Regions from separate parts of the Hordeum vulgare genome. Here region 2 is linked to region 1. The links are chromatin contacts, called in public Hi-C maps. All regions are on one chromosome and are shown on one strand. The core of a region is the stretch at or near the end of the contact, and the rest is flanking DNA. Distances in the headings are between cores, read along the strand shown.

The links. A called contact is a pair of places that touch in the nucleus more often than the background predicts.
Region 2: a Hi-C map of leaf shows a contact between it and region 1, with 1.6 times the contacts expected there. The contact joins the promoter of LOC123424691 here to the enhancer-like site in region 1. A contact is called at or near these places in 4 of 6 Hi-C or Micro-C datasets (leaf and seedling).

Annotation. Positions count from the first base shown.
Region 1 is chr2H:37,263,354-37,271,225 of MorexV3_pseudomolecules_assembly, reverse strand. No RefSeq gene overlaps it. Among protein-coding and RNA genes, the nearest start is that of LOC123424691, 51 kb to the left of the region's middle. Within about 2 kb of position 2,730, at least 3 of the 3 cell types and tissues checked have open chromatin away from gene starts, as enhancers often do. A contact at or near this core is called in leaf and seedling, where this site is marked.
Region 2 is chr2H:37,314,357-37,321,766 of MorexV3_pseudomolecules_assembly, reverse strand. It overlaps LOC123424691, which reads left to right and starts at 3,961. Exons shown (of 6, transcript XM_045108356.1): 1 at 3,961-5,015; 2 at 5,168-5,347; 3 at 6,285-6,428; 4 at 6,604-6,780; 5 at 6,937-7,113. The coding sequence starts at 4,209.

The DNA of each region.
Region 1 (7,872 bases), core at 1,481-3,980:
TGAGGAAACAGTGGCGGCGACGAACCTTGTTCCCTGTGCCATGGTCCCCACCTACTATATATGACACTGCGCGACAGGGGCGCACCAGCCTTGCTTGGGCTGGATGCCCCGATCAGGGCATGAGTCAAGGTTCCAATGGACCGTTGGACCCATTGGGGAAGAGATCAATCTAACAGTGTGTGTCCAACATTTTACTTCCCCGCTCGAGCGCAAACGATTTTGAGGGAGACATTGTTTCCCCAAGGGACGAAATCCATCATGTTACTTGATGGCAAGCTCAAGCAAACCATACGACCATACAAACTGATTCGGTTGCAGCAAACAATAATTGAAACGTTTTTAGAGGAGGCAAAGTTCGTAGAAATTTCACGAAAAAAGGATCAAAGCATTTTTCTTTTGAAAAGAACCAGAGAAAGTTGGTACCTACTACATCTATCATGTTGCTAATTTTCAACCCCAAATTTCATTCACAAACCGGAAAAGAACATGAACAATGTCTAAACTTTTCACAACAAAAATCTAATTTGGCATTTCCTATTCAAATATGAATTTCTCTCTTTAATGTTTCTCACTTTGCAGATAGAATTGTAACACAATCAAAGTGCCAAAAAAGTAACATTTTTTGCATTTGATAATTTGGTAGAATAAAAGAGAATATATATCGAGTACTACCATGACTAGGGATGCTACCGTGCATCAATGCTAACAAGTCATGGTAAATCATCCAAAAGATTAAATTTAAAATTAATTGAGTGAACTGGTACAAATACATAAACAACGTCATAAAATATGAACTCCAAATACAACCATGATCTAGCAAAAAGAGCAGAAATAGTGAATTTATGCAATTAATTCTTTAATATTACCAAATTTTAACTCCAAACTCAATTCACACACCAAACAGCAAATTCATCCGTGAATAGTATCCGAGAACTCTACCTGTGGTAGCATTTGAAGGTATTTTTCACGTTTAAATTTCTGTTTACTGTAGATCTGTTAATATATCTTGTGCCAGTACGTCCAATATCTTGATTTGCCTTACAAATTGGCACTAGACATTTTTCAAAAACACGAAAATATAAGCAGAGAGTCATAGTCAGTGGATACTTTTAGATACACCCTCGATGCGTCTGGCTAGCATTTTACTTCCCCAGTTGCAGTTCAACAGTTTTGAGCGAGACAGTGTCTCCCCAAGGGCCGAAATCCATCTTGTCACTTGATGGCGACCACAACCAACCCATGTGACGCGACAATTTGGTTTTGTTGCAACAAAGAACAGTTGAAGCATTTTACAACACACAAATTTCACAAGAATTCCGAAACAAACAAAAGGGTTTGAAGGGGAACTCGGGTGCAATTGATAGGAGCGAGCACCGCTCGGCATGAGCTTTTAGCTATCTTTTTTTACGGTCGTGTTTAGCTATCTCAAAAACTATAAACAGCAGATATGAGTGAGCTTACTCTAATTTTGATTGCTTGTGCCGAATTAAAGGAGTGATCGGAGCAAATCACATCAGGTTTGCTGGAATAATAGCGGTGCATACAGTCATACAGTAGGCCTAGCTGGTAGCATAGGGCTGTCTTCAATGATTGATGCGCATATCACGGCTAAATAGCGCAAGCTGGGAACCAGCTGATTAAGCTTGACCACGGGCCCCCCTCGAATAATAGTCTAGGATCCTGCTTACTACTATAAATCATTGGATGCTGACAAAATTGACAAGACATCGGCCATGCGCAAGTGAACCCAAGTGTTCCACAACCATATATATATGTGTGTGTGTGTTAGCTAGGTGTCAAAATTCCTGCTCATAAAGTCACTAGCAGCAGCTACTATGTGTAATCCTTTCCGCCAAAAACGTGGAGGCAATTGTAATAGCCAGGCAGGAGCCACTGATTAGCAACGTACGTAAGGTCATTATCGAAGCCGGTTAAACAAAGATACTTGTAGTACGTTTGGGATTAGTGGCGGTGATGGAGAGAGTGTACTGGCGTTTCTTTATGTATTATAATCACTCGCTCATGATCTGGTTGGCAGGCGGCAACGAATACTGCACTCTACGTGTGTGCTCATCAACTCATGCCTGCCATAATAACGCCAGTTAATGCATCTGCAGAATGTTTCGGCTTTGTCTAATCTATCTAATCTAATAACCAAGGAAAATGAGGCCAGGCACGTAGTACGGTGGCTTTCTTATTTGACGAGTCGTACCGTGGGCTTTGTTCGGTGGTTATGGTCGTTAAGCACTCGATCTAGCTCCGTGTTGGTGTTGATGATGGCTTCGATTAAGGCCGTGGGCAAGATAAGCGTTAGCAGTGTCCTTGCCCGGAAGAGATGAGCAGGCACACATGCATGAACATGTTTGTACCGGCAGTGCTTAAATGAGGTGATGAACGGGTCGTTAAGGACGGTGTCTCGCGCCGAGAGACCGTCCAGTTAATGAGCAGACAGAGTTAATAGTATCCCGGCCGTACGTTTACTTGGAGCCGGCCTGTTGTTGCATATGCATGGCTTTCATCGATCTCAGTTTTTGAAAAAGTGGAGCGTACCACCCTACTTGTTTGCCGGGTTGATTACACTTGCAAGTTGCCAAGATGGAGTTAAGCTGTTTTGGTCGGTTTGCACGTATGGATGCTGCCGGTGTCGGCCCTAGCGCTTACCTGCCATGCATGGCATGCAAACATGCCACAGGGCGGCAGCTGATCTGTGTGATTGCGAGAGATGGTCCACGGAAGACTGCGAGGCGAACAAATCAAGCGTTGCGTCGTTGCACGTTTGGACAACGACGATCCATGGACCAGCAGCTCTCGTGGTCGTCCACACGGCCTGTCGCACTGTCATATTTGTATGTAACGACCCCGTGAGCCACAACCGGCTTTCAGTTTGGATTCTGTATATCTTTTGAATCATAATAAGTTCAATTAATTTTCGTTTGTATATCAATATCCGTGTTTCTCGTGGTGAGGGCTTCAAATAAGACCGCTTTCGAATATGTTTTGACGAATTTTAGAAACTTCACCAAGTTTTGTCCTCTGAAATTTGATACGAACAGATGACAAAACCCCCAAGCTTCGAAAACTAAAACCTAAAACTAGATGTACCCTCGTGCAGAATCAACAACTTTGTGAATCGCAAAGCAAGAGTAAAGTCTGTTTTAAACCTTGAATTCATACAGCTCGTCGAAATCAAACCCTAACCTCTCAATCCCTGAAATTGGCATCCTATACTCTTTGATACCAGTCAATCCCATCCCTAGACATGTAGAAACTGGTTTGCTTCGAAACAATTGCCTCTTATTAAGTCAGTTCAACACTAGACACAACCTAAGCATGAAGATGAATATGATACGTCGGGTACGAATGTTAGTGAGAGTAAACTACAATCCTGGCCGGGAACGACATTTTTCCGGTGCATCAAACGAGCTCAGGGTTAGAGTTGACCGGGATCAAAGAGTATAGGGTGCCAATTTCAGGAATTTGGAGTTGAGGGATTGAATCGAACGAGATGTATGAACTCAAGGTTTATTTTAGACTTCACACGCAAAGCAACCATATGACCGGCGACAGCTGGACTGCGCGTGCCTCTTGAATTTCCATGATCACACCAACCAACAGTTGAGTTTTCTGAGTCGTTAATTGTTATGACAGTGGTCTTCCAAGTAAATTTAGGAACACCATGTCATCAGGAGTGACTGCTTATGATGACTCTTATAGGCGGTGGCAATGAGCGGTGCTCCTTATCGGTGGGTGTTGAGTTCATGTGACCTTTATATGAGTTTTGTTTAGGGCCTCTTTGATTTGTAGGATTTTGAAAATGCAGGAATAGAAAAAAATAAAGGGTTGGAGTGGCATGTCCATTTAAATCCTATAGGATTAGAAAGGAGTGTTTGGTGTCACAGAAAAAACAAAAAAAATGTAAATAGAGGTTGGAGTAAATGTTAGGTTTCCTATAAAATATAGTACGAAAGATTCCATAGAAAAAATTCATATGAAATCCAATCTTATGAATCAAAGGACAAATGTAAAAAAAAATACTAAGAATTTCAATCCTCCAAAAAATCATATAGAATTTCTTTGAATCAAAGGAGCCCTTAGTTTACTATGCAACATCAGCCTTCTCAATTAATGAGACGAGCATAATTCGTTCAATGTTTCAAAGAGAATGAAGTGAAATTCAGTTTTTACCCTTACTTTAACAATTTTGACACATGGTCCCATTTAACAAATTTTTAACCGGATTACCCTATTTAGAGCATTTCTAGCAGACCCCGTATAACTTGCGAAACTGTAAAATAACCACCGGTTTATAGTTTTAGGCGGAAAACGTGGTTCAAATAGAAGCCGTAAACGACTCTCACCTGTAATTTTTTTGAAGGGCACAGTAAAAAGCGCCTCTTGCATGGTCTCTAAAAACACAGTTTCCACGTCCGCTTCTACGGTGCCGTGTATCGAGAGAAAGCAGTTGGCGGGAGCCCAACTGCCATGAAAACTTCCGCGCCGCCGTCCACGTCCGTCGTGCGCCGCCTAGGCGTGCAAGAGCTCGACAATCTCAAATTCATACTTGGGGTCTTTGGGGAGGTCTCCTTGCGGCGGCACTGTCCAGGCAGAGCTCGCAATAACGATTTGCATCCGGTCGGGGTCGTCGTCGTCGTCCTAGTGCTCCCCTGCACGAACTAGAAGATTAGGAAGAGGGAGGAAGTTGAGGCGATCGATGTGGAGGAGAAAGGAGGTCTCGGGAACCCGCGGTGGCAATGAATTTGTCCGGTGGAGTGCTTCGCAGCGGCGGACTCCGACGACGTCGTACGAGATATGAAGGTCACGGGGTTTGGCCTTTTTTGTGAAAATCAGACGAGAAGTTTAAGATTGGTCCCTTGGTGTGCTCGGCTGGGAGAAAGGGGTTAGTGATCGAACGAATCGATCGGTCTCTGATTCGGCAGCGTTGGCACTATCGTGCGTGAATAGGAGACCGGGAAGAGAGAGCAGAAGCCGACGGGGCCCACTCATTGTGAATATTCTTTTCACGGGTCCATTTTGTAGGGTCTCACTCTGTCATCAGCCGTGCCGGCGAGCAAAGCCGTTTTTACGCGAACTGTAAACGCATTTTACGGGTTGGCGTTATACGGGGTGTGCTAGAGATGCTCTTAGTTGTAATTTTGCCACCTTTTACCCCATGTGGTGATAATTCGCCAACTTTTATCCCTTTTAGCAATCTATCATGTGGGTCCTGGCTGCCAGGTGCATGTGGTATGCCACGTTGGAATTTTCTTTTGGCGTTTTTCTCCCACGCCCAAACAGGTAGAATGACTTAGCTGGAAACCTCAGAACAGGATGACGCCTGTGGAGGACGCGACCGCTCGGGGCGACGCGTGTGGCGATAGTCCACCTACCGCCATTAATGGCTTTCAATTTCCACCGCTCCCCCACCCCATTCCCTCGTCTCCGCGCGGCGACTGTGTCGGGAGAACCCACCAGTCCCCTTCATGCGCCTCTCCTCTCCCGCTAGCTCCGCTCAGATCTGATGGCGAGCGAGAGACGCAGGTTCCGCGTGCGGCGACTCCGCTTGGCGGTGGTGTCGCCACCAAGGGCACCCGCAGCCTCTACGCCGATGACGCTCCTCCCTACGGCGGAGCTTCACTCCCCGGAGGCCCGCGCGGAGATGCTCCGTGTGGTTCGAGGGAGATTTCCGGACCGTGCGAGCTGGCCAAGGATCATGGTGGAAGTAATCCGCGCGGCATCCTTTGTGGAGAGAGCGCGCTTCAGCGGCGACGAAGGAGGTATGGACTACGAGCTTGTGTACTGGGCGATGCGGGAGGCAGAGTCTTCAGATCCAGCGGTGGCAGCGAAGTGGAGCGGATTCAAATCGGTGGTTCCATTCTTGCGCAACATCAACCCTCCATCGGTGATGGAACTATCCTAGATCCCTTCCGAGGAGCTGCCGCCGGGGATCGACCTTTCTCGCGCTCCTTGATTCCCCGGGCTCTCGGCAGGCACACCTCGCGGCGGGATTTCGCGCAGCGAGGTCATCAGGCGGGGAGAGGATTCCATGGCCTCGAACCGCCGCCATGGCCGGGAGATCGAGGTGAAGTACATCGTCTTCATCCTCACGTACACACTCATATATCTGCTGTTAATCATTCTCATTTTTTAGATGGATTTACTGGTGCTGTAGATACTAGTTCTACAGTTGAGGGTGATTCTGACCTTCTGGTTAGCAGAGAGTGCAGTAACAATAGATTGGCCCGAGTATTATCTGATGTGGGTAATGGAGTTTCTGCTCCTTGTCGTATGATACATCAGGTAGATGGGGAGAAAATAGACGACCTTCTGGTCTGTAGTAACAATAATAGGAATCACATTGAGTTGAATAATAGCATTGGTATTGGAACTAATCCATTAGGTCAATCCATTTGTCACGATTCGCCTGATGGAATTGTTTTAGAAATGAACAAAGTGGCACTAGATACTACTCGGAACAAGTCAGGTACTGATATCATTGATACAGGTTCAGAGGGATGCAGTTTTATTGATTCAGATTTGCAAGGGGTTTCCCTTAGTAATATGACCTCTTCTCAGATTAAGAACATGATAGATATAAGACAAATATGTCGAAAATCTAATCTGAGTCCTAGGAATAAGATATCTGGGACTGCTGTGAATGGGAATGGAGCCTCTACTCCTCTGTTAGAGAACATTCTGAAGATGGATTATGAACAGGAGTTCCCACTGCTTAAAAAGTCATCTATCCAGATAGACAAGATGGAATTAGCGCATACAATTATTGGAATAGATTCAAAGAATATAGAAAGCAAGTCCAACCCTGTCAGTAATAGAGATGGGGTTTCTGCCCCTGTATCTGGTACATCCTCTCATGAGAGGGGAGAGGTGTACTTGGGGATTATTCCAAAAATGCCCCCTGTAGGGTATTCTGGACCTTCCCCAATTCCTCCTACACTAATTCGTGGACATGTGGTCAGGGGGAAAGCACAACTTAAAAAACCATCTCCTGTGTTGGGAAACAGATCTGAGGAGGTGGCTGAAGAGTTTTTCGGTCAGCTGTGGATTGTCCCCTCCCCCAGCCGCCGCCACTCCTATTTAGTCCCTCCTCCCCCTCCCTCAAACCCTAATACTGCTCTACCACCCCTCTTCTGGATCAGGAAGGATCTCTTCCGATCCAAGAAATTCACCAGAGATGACTGCTTCCCTGTGAAGTTCCCCACCCAGTTCGATCCTACTCCCACCTCTTTTTGTCTCTCTGTGGAAGGGATCGGTCCTGGATCCTCATCTTTTGCTGAGATAGTCAAGGGGACGATGGAGAAGGGTCGGCCACAGCAGCAGCGACCTCCCCGCCGTCAACCTCCCAAGAAGCATGTCCCTGCCCAAGGAGGGCAGGCTCAACCTGTTCAACCTTCCCTGCTGTTGTGAAGCCTCATACCACAAACAAAGGAGGGGCACGGGGATCTGGAAAGCAAACTAATGGAGCCCAACCTGCTGTAGCTCTGGTGCCTGTCATCCCCACCCCCCTGCTGTCCAAGCTTTGGATCCAAGGTACAAGGACATGATCTTCTTTAATTGTAGCTGGCCTGGGCACTATGTTGGCAACTGTATTGAGCCCAAAAAGTGTTTCATCTTGTCTGGGTCATCCCTTTGGAAGTGCTGCAGCTGGACTAGGTTTTTACCACATTGATGTCCCCATCTCTACTGAATCCAGCTGGATGAATTACAAGAACTGTGCCATTCTTCAAGTTGTTAGAGGAGAAGTTTCTGGCCCTGAACTCTTGATGCAACTGAATGGGATTTTTTGCAAAAACAAAGAGTGGCCTTGGCAAATTAGAGATTTAGAGGATAAGAAGTTTCTTTTAAGGTTCCCCCCAT
Region 2 (7,410 bases), core at 2,712-5,211, 49 kb before region 1:
TGTTCATGATCAAGTTGCTTGAAATTCATGATATCGTTACGTAAGGAGATGATCTTAGCCAGCGAAAAATTCTTGGATATGTAAGCATCTTTGCACCTATCCCAAGAATCGATACTATTTTTAGGCAAAGAAGAAAACCAAGTTTTTGCGCGATCTCGCAACGGGAAAGGAAAAAGTTTCAACTTAATCACGTCATTATCCACATCTCTTTTCTTTTGCATATCACAAAGCTCAATGAAGGTATTGAGATGGGATGCCACATCTTCACTAGGAAGGCCAGAGAATTGCTCTTTCATAACAAGATTCAACAGAGCTGCGTTGATTTCATACGATTCCGCACTAGTGCCGGGAGCAATCGGAGTACTAATAAAATCATTATTATTAGTGATCGAGAAGTCGCATAGTTTGGTGTTTTCATACATGATGTCTTCAGCAAGCAAAAAAGAACACAAGCAAGCAAGAAACCGGCAAAGGCAAAATAAAACGGCGAAGGCGAATGAAAACGACAAATGTGAAGTGGGGGAGAGGAAAACGAGAGGCAACTGGCAACAAAAGTAAATGCAAGAGAAGAGTTTGTGAGACCTACTTGGATAGATCTTGATTTCTCCTCCCCGACAACGGCGCTAGAAATACTTCTGATGTTTTGTTGTGTATCCCTTGCAATGGCGCTAGAAATAGTTGTGTCGACGGCACCACGAATCCTTCAGCTACGGCTACGCCATAAGGGACTTCCTAGGAAAGTATGCAAAGGATTTCCCCCGTGGCCTTGGAGCCTTGCGTTGGTGTTCCCTCGAAGCGGGAAGGGTGATGTAGCACAGCGACGGTAAGTATTTCCCTCAGTTTGAGAACCAAGGTATCAATCCGGCGGAAGAGTATCTCAAGATCCTGCACAAACACAAAATCTTGCACCCCAACACTATGAAGGGGTTGTCAATCCCTTATAGATTGTTTGCCAAGTGAGAACTGAAAGCAATAAAGTAACAAAGCAAAGTAAAAGCGGAGATGTAAATGATGGATGTGAATAGACCCAGGGGCCGTAGTGTTTACTAGTGGCTTCTCTCATGAAAGCAAGTAGACGGCGGGTGAACAAATTACTGTCGAGCAATTGATAGAACTGTGTAGAGTCGTGATGATATCTATGCAATGATTATTTCTATAGGCATCACGTCCGAAACAAGTAGACCGATACTTTCTGCATCTACTACTATTACTCCACACGTCGACCGCTATCCAGCATGCATCTAGTGTATTAAGTCCATAAGAACAGAGTAACGCCTTAATCAAGATGACATGATGTAGAGGGATAATCTCAAACCAATGATAAAAACCCATCTTTTTACCCTTGATGGCAACTGCTTGATGTGTGCCTTGCTGCCCCTACTGTCACTGGGAACGGTCACCACATCGCAGAACCCAAAACCAAGTACTTCTCCCATTGCAAGAATCATAGATCTAGTTGGCCAAACAAAACCCAAGACTCGGAGAGACTTACAAGGATATCAAATCATGCATATAAGAAATCAGCAAAGACTCAAATATATATCATAGATAATCTGATCACAAGTCCACAATTCATCGGATCTCGACAAACACATCGCCAAAGAAGATTACATTGGATAGATCTCCATGAAGATCATGGAAAACTTTGTATTGAAGATCCAAGAGAGAGAAGAAGCCATCTAGCTACTAACTACGGACCCGTAAGTCTGAAGTGAACTACTCACGAGTCATTGGAGGGGCGATGATGATGATGAAGAAGCCCTCCAACTCCAAAGTCCCCTCCGGCAGGGCGTCGGGAAGGGTCTCCAGATGAGATCTCACGAAAACGGAAGCTTGCGGCGGCGAAAAAGTTTTTTCGAGGCTCCCCTGATTTTTTGTGGAATATTTGGGAATATATAGGCGCAAGACCTAGGTTAGGGGGCGGCCAGGGAGGCCACAAGCCTGCCCACCGCTGCCTCCCCCTGGTGGCGGAGTGGGGGCTTGTGGGCTCCCTGGAGCCCACCTGGCTTGGCCCAAAAGCCCCTTGGACTTCTTCCGTTCGGGAAAAAATCATTTCGGGGTTTTTCTTCCGTTTGGGCTCCGTTCCAAAATCAGATCTGAAAAGAGTCAAAAACACGGAAAAAACAGGAACTAGCACTTGGCACTGAATTAATAAGTTAGTCCCAAAAAGATATAAGAAGGTACATAAAACATACAAAGAAGACAAGATAACAGCGTGAAACCATCAAAAATTATAGATACGTTTGAGACGTATCAGGCGGCGTGGCGGCTCGGGCCCTGGCGGGCCAGATATGGGCTCGCAGGCCCGCGGTGGCTGAGAGGAGAGAGAGGTAGCTGTTGGGGTTAGGGTTTCGGGCACAGATCCCGAGGAGGATTAGGGGGGGCACTCAAATAGGTAGGGGAGGGGTATTTATATAGGGAAAAGGGGCTAGGGTTAGCAGAATTTCGCCCCGGTTTCAACCGCGCGATCGAAATCGAACAATTCCGAACGCGGGACGGGCTAATTGGCCATGTAGTGTAGGTTATCCGGAGAAGAGAGGGAAACGGGCACCCGACAACTATTTTAAAACATCGATAAAACGTCTACGAAAGACCGAATACGGTGCCGCTACGGTCGACCGTTCGGGTACCAGACGGACTCCGATTGCAACGAAATTTGACAGTTGGCCTACCTATATCTAAATACGACCGCACGCCAAGTTTCAACCCAATCAGAGAAATTTTTACATACATTTCTAAAAACAGGATTCAAACGATGTCGCAGGCGCGTGCGAGTGTGGTCGGGCTCAGAACGGGCAAAGACGAGAACCGGCAACTAACAACGGATGCAAGTTTTGAAACTGGCGGCTACGGGATGCCGATGCAATGCGGATGATGCGCATGATGCGATGATGATGCGACAAATAAAAATAATCACACGACGAAAACGGAATAAAAGGGAAATCTTCTGAATCGTCGGTCTCGGGCTGTCACAGAGCTGCAATGGCGACATCAGGACAACTGCAAACGACGACGCCAATGCTACAACCATGGACGTAAAAAGCTACATCTAATAGATAAAAAAGCTTCAACCAGACTTCAGAATACACAAAAATTACAACCGTTCTAACAGAAGCTTCATCCCGCGGATGAAAAAGCTTCAACCACATATAGAAAAATCTTCATCCAATGACTACAAAAACTTCAACCATTTTTAGAACACATGAAATGTTGCAACCGTTTAGAAAAAACTCCATCCAACACATGAAAAAGCTTCAACCAGAGTTTTTGAGAAAGCTTCAACCAGTTTTTGAAACACATGAAATGTTGCAATCGTTTAAAAAAAATCTTCATCCGACAGATGGAAAGCTTTAACGATAGTTTTTGAGAAAGTTTCAACCAAAATGTTTTGCAACCAATTGTGTCATTTTTTGTTGAAACCGACGGTGTCGTGTGCTACAGTCATGACTCAATTTTGTTGCGAGCGTGCATGCCGAGCTACAACCGGCGACAACGACGGCGAGATGTTTTTTACTACAACTGTATTTATTTATTGCTACTACCAACAACTTGTTTTGTTGCATCCGTTCTTTTTCTTCCACGATGAACTATCCACCGGACGCTTCAGTCGGGATGAGATGTTTGTGGTTGATTTCTACGAGCCCCGTGGACATCGACGGACACATGGACGAGGGCGGCTATGAGCAGCGACAAGCACGACGAAGATGGCACAATGCTTCGAGCGGCAGGGGCGGCAGGCGACGACAGGAGACAGGAACGAAAGACGCGTGGAGAAGAAGAGAGGATAGTGGTGAACGTTTTTTTTTACGAGGATTCAACGACCCACACGATCGAGATCCAAACCCTGTGGTACGACCAATTTGGGCCGGCCCACCGGCGCCGCCTAAAAGAAAAAGGGAAACTTTGATCCCGGTGCCAAACCGCCACCTCACCCACTCCGATCGCACGCCCTCGAGCTCGGTGCGCAATAATACCACGGCGGCATCTTCTCCCCTCCCAACCGTGCGGTGGCTTCCAAACGACTCCTCCGTCACCGCCTCGCCGTCGCCATCACCCCGAAATCAACATGCCACCAGCCGCCGCCCCCCCACCCCGCACATGCGCTGCTCTGCTCCCACTTCGCCTACTCGCTCACGCTCACGCCACCCCAGTCTGGCACTCTCCAGCCGACGCCCACAGCCGTAACCACCGCTGAGCACCGCTCTTCCATGGCGGCCGCCGACGACGATGGCCAGATCGACGACGACGAGTACTACGAGTACAACCCGCACCCCTACGGCGGCGGCTACGACATCTCCGCCACCTACGGCGCCCCGCTCCCGCCCTCCACCTCCACGTGCTACCCCATCTCCTCCCCCGACGGCGCCCCCGCGCGCCCCTCTCCGCGGCCGCCCGTGCCCGCCCCCGTGACTGCTCCTGCCCCCGCAACGCCGCAGCCGCCACCAGCTTCGCCCCCGAAGCCTCGGCCGGTCCCATCGCCAGAGCCGGCGAGGACACCGCCCTTTTCGCCGGTTCCGGCTCCGGTGCCGGTCGCGGAGCCGTTCTACTGGCCCAAGCCGCACGACTACGGGGACGCTCCGCGGTGGCCGCCCGTGTACCCCACGCCGGAGGTGTTCCGGCGCTGGCCGTACCTGGCGGCGGGGTCGCATTGCTGCCACTCGCGGTGCGGGCCGCGCGACTACTGGAGGCAGTGCATGCGCGGGCTGGACTTCCTCTTCGGCCACGCCGACGGGTACGGGGAGCGGCGGATTGGGACCGACTGCCACGGGGTCCCAGTGTACGCCAACAAGAAGGGGGGAGTGGAGGACGCCGTGGTGGTCGAGGTGCCGCCGCCGGAAATCGGGAGGGTGCAGTGGCACGATGCCGGCGAGGTGCCGGCCATTGGGAATGTGCAGTGGCACGACGCTGGCGAGGTGCCAGCAATTGGGAATGAGCAGTGGCACGACCACGGCGAGGTGCCAGCGATTGGGAATGTGCAGTGGCACAACGCCGGCGAAGCGCACGATCAGAGCAATGTGAGGAAATACACCGCATCATTCTTCAGTTTATCATGCTTTAGTATACTCTTATCATATTATTAATAAATACAGTACGTAGTACAGTATATATCTTCCTTCGTCGGTATTCTATTGACCGATTCCTTCGTTGTTTTTGTACTCGGAGACAGTGGCTATCTTCTTACGACAACGCAAAAGAGGATACATATGCATATGCCCATTCTACGTATGGCTCGTATGACACGTCTTACCAACAGTCTTACAGTGCTGATGCTGCTCCGGATGAACCTACGTGGTTTCCCAATCAGAGCTATCAGGATCTTTACAGAGAGGAAGAGCCTCGGTATCAGGTACTCCCTCCGTCCCAAAATAAGTGTCTCAAGCTTAGTACAACTTTGTACTAGAGCTAGTACAAAGTTAAGACACTTATTTCGGGACGGAGGGAGTATTTCTCATTTCTGAATGATCCATGTGTCAGCCACTCAACTGACTAGTGAGCAGCGAGTGACTAGTTGTCACTTGTCACTCTATCCATTTTGCGCAATTATGTGCTGATCTGTCAGTCAATGGGCTCGCCACAGGAGCATTAGTGTTGTCTAAGTACCATCAGCATATTGACTTGCTCTGCCCAATGATTAATTTGACATTTATAAAGAGCAACATTAGACTAGAAATGCAAGACGAATCAATGAGTTGTATGTCTGAATTCTGAAAGATGCTTCAGTAACTCGAGTAGACAATCCAGTCCATGATTCATCACTTTCCTTTTTCAGAACATCCATGATTCATTACTTATTATACTTGCACCTGGACCTGCCCCTGCTTGTTATATTCACATCTAAACCCCATCTCAGTTTCACACAAGCGTCCTGTTATGCTGCAGAGAATACTATTTCAGCTCAACCTATATATTGCTACAATCAAAGCTTTAGTTAACGGACACCCTTAAGTAGTACTGTTTGTTTGTTTAATGTGGTCATATGTATTGTTTGTTTGATCTTTTACAGTTTACTGAATTAGGTAGCCACATGCACATCAGTGTTGTCTAACTATACGTATGCATATATATTTGCTCTCCCTGAATGCCTGATTTACTAATCTTATTAATAGAGGATCATTAGACAAGACAGACGAAACAAATCATTAATATTTTTATATGTTTGAAAGAGATGTTCCAGTAACTACCTACGCTATCCTAATCCATGATTAGTTACTTATTACTTGCACCCTATCCTGCTTGACTGCTTGTTATCTTCACATCTAAACCTCATCTCGATTTCAATGCAGGAGGTTTTACCCAGTTATGGTATAGAAAGCACATTTTCATCTCAACCTATTTATTGTTACAATCAACACTCTGGTGAACAACCACTGCATGTTGAGGTTGAACCTCCAGAAACATTTTATTCTCACAAGTTGGAGTACCACGAGGTTTGTTAGCTATCAATGTCATTTACTTACCTCTTTCAGTTTTGTGTTGACACATCAGTAGTTCTATACATGCATTTGCTTGTCCAGGCTGACTACATTTGTCTCTGTGAAAATATAGTATGCTTCTCTATATTCTCATAATTGCTAACTAGATAATGTTTTGATCCTTATGTAGAATTTCTCAACATATACCAATCATATTGATAATTCGGAGATATCGTCGCAGTCATGTGAGATACAGCCCTATGCATATGTACCTGACAGTCCAGTGGAACCTTATCAATCTTCTTGGTCGATGAATTTGGGATACTATCAGGATTCCACACAAGAGGTGACTCCTCAGTATGATAATGTAAGATGTACTCCTGTCACATTTGAGATGCTACTGATACAAAATTGATATAAGATCCTGTTTGTTTATAATTGTCAATTGGACAGATTATTGGCTCATTGTTCGGAGTGCAGCTAATATACCTTTTCTTTGTTAACTCATTGTTTTGACTAGCAGCATGCTTTTGAATCTGGTGAATATGGAGGCATGTCAAGCATATTCTCGTCTTCCTCCTATCCTGAGCAAGTAGAAGTTTATGAGCAGTCTTATGGTGATGAGTATGTCTCCTTAGAACAAAATTTCCAGAGCAACTGGAATGCTTTTTCTGAAGACACCTCTGGAATCAATAAATCAGTAAGCATTAGAGCGTGTATTTTTACTATAAAAAAATTGTCAGTGGTATGGATCAAATTGCAATGCTGGACACCTTTTTCTGCAACATATTTTTCCCTGTGAACTGAATGTGCCGGCATATGCTTATTTTCTAGCAAGGCGGTCCTTTTCTACGAGAACTCTCAGCCATATTGTCTAATGGTGCTATTGCTATCGTATCTCTTTGGGCAACAATAGAATCATAGAATTCAAGTAGAGATTTCAGATTTTTCCCTATCGGTTTAGGCAGTAGGGTTTTCGTTAATGTAAATAGCGTTC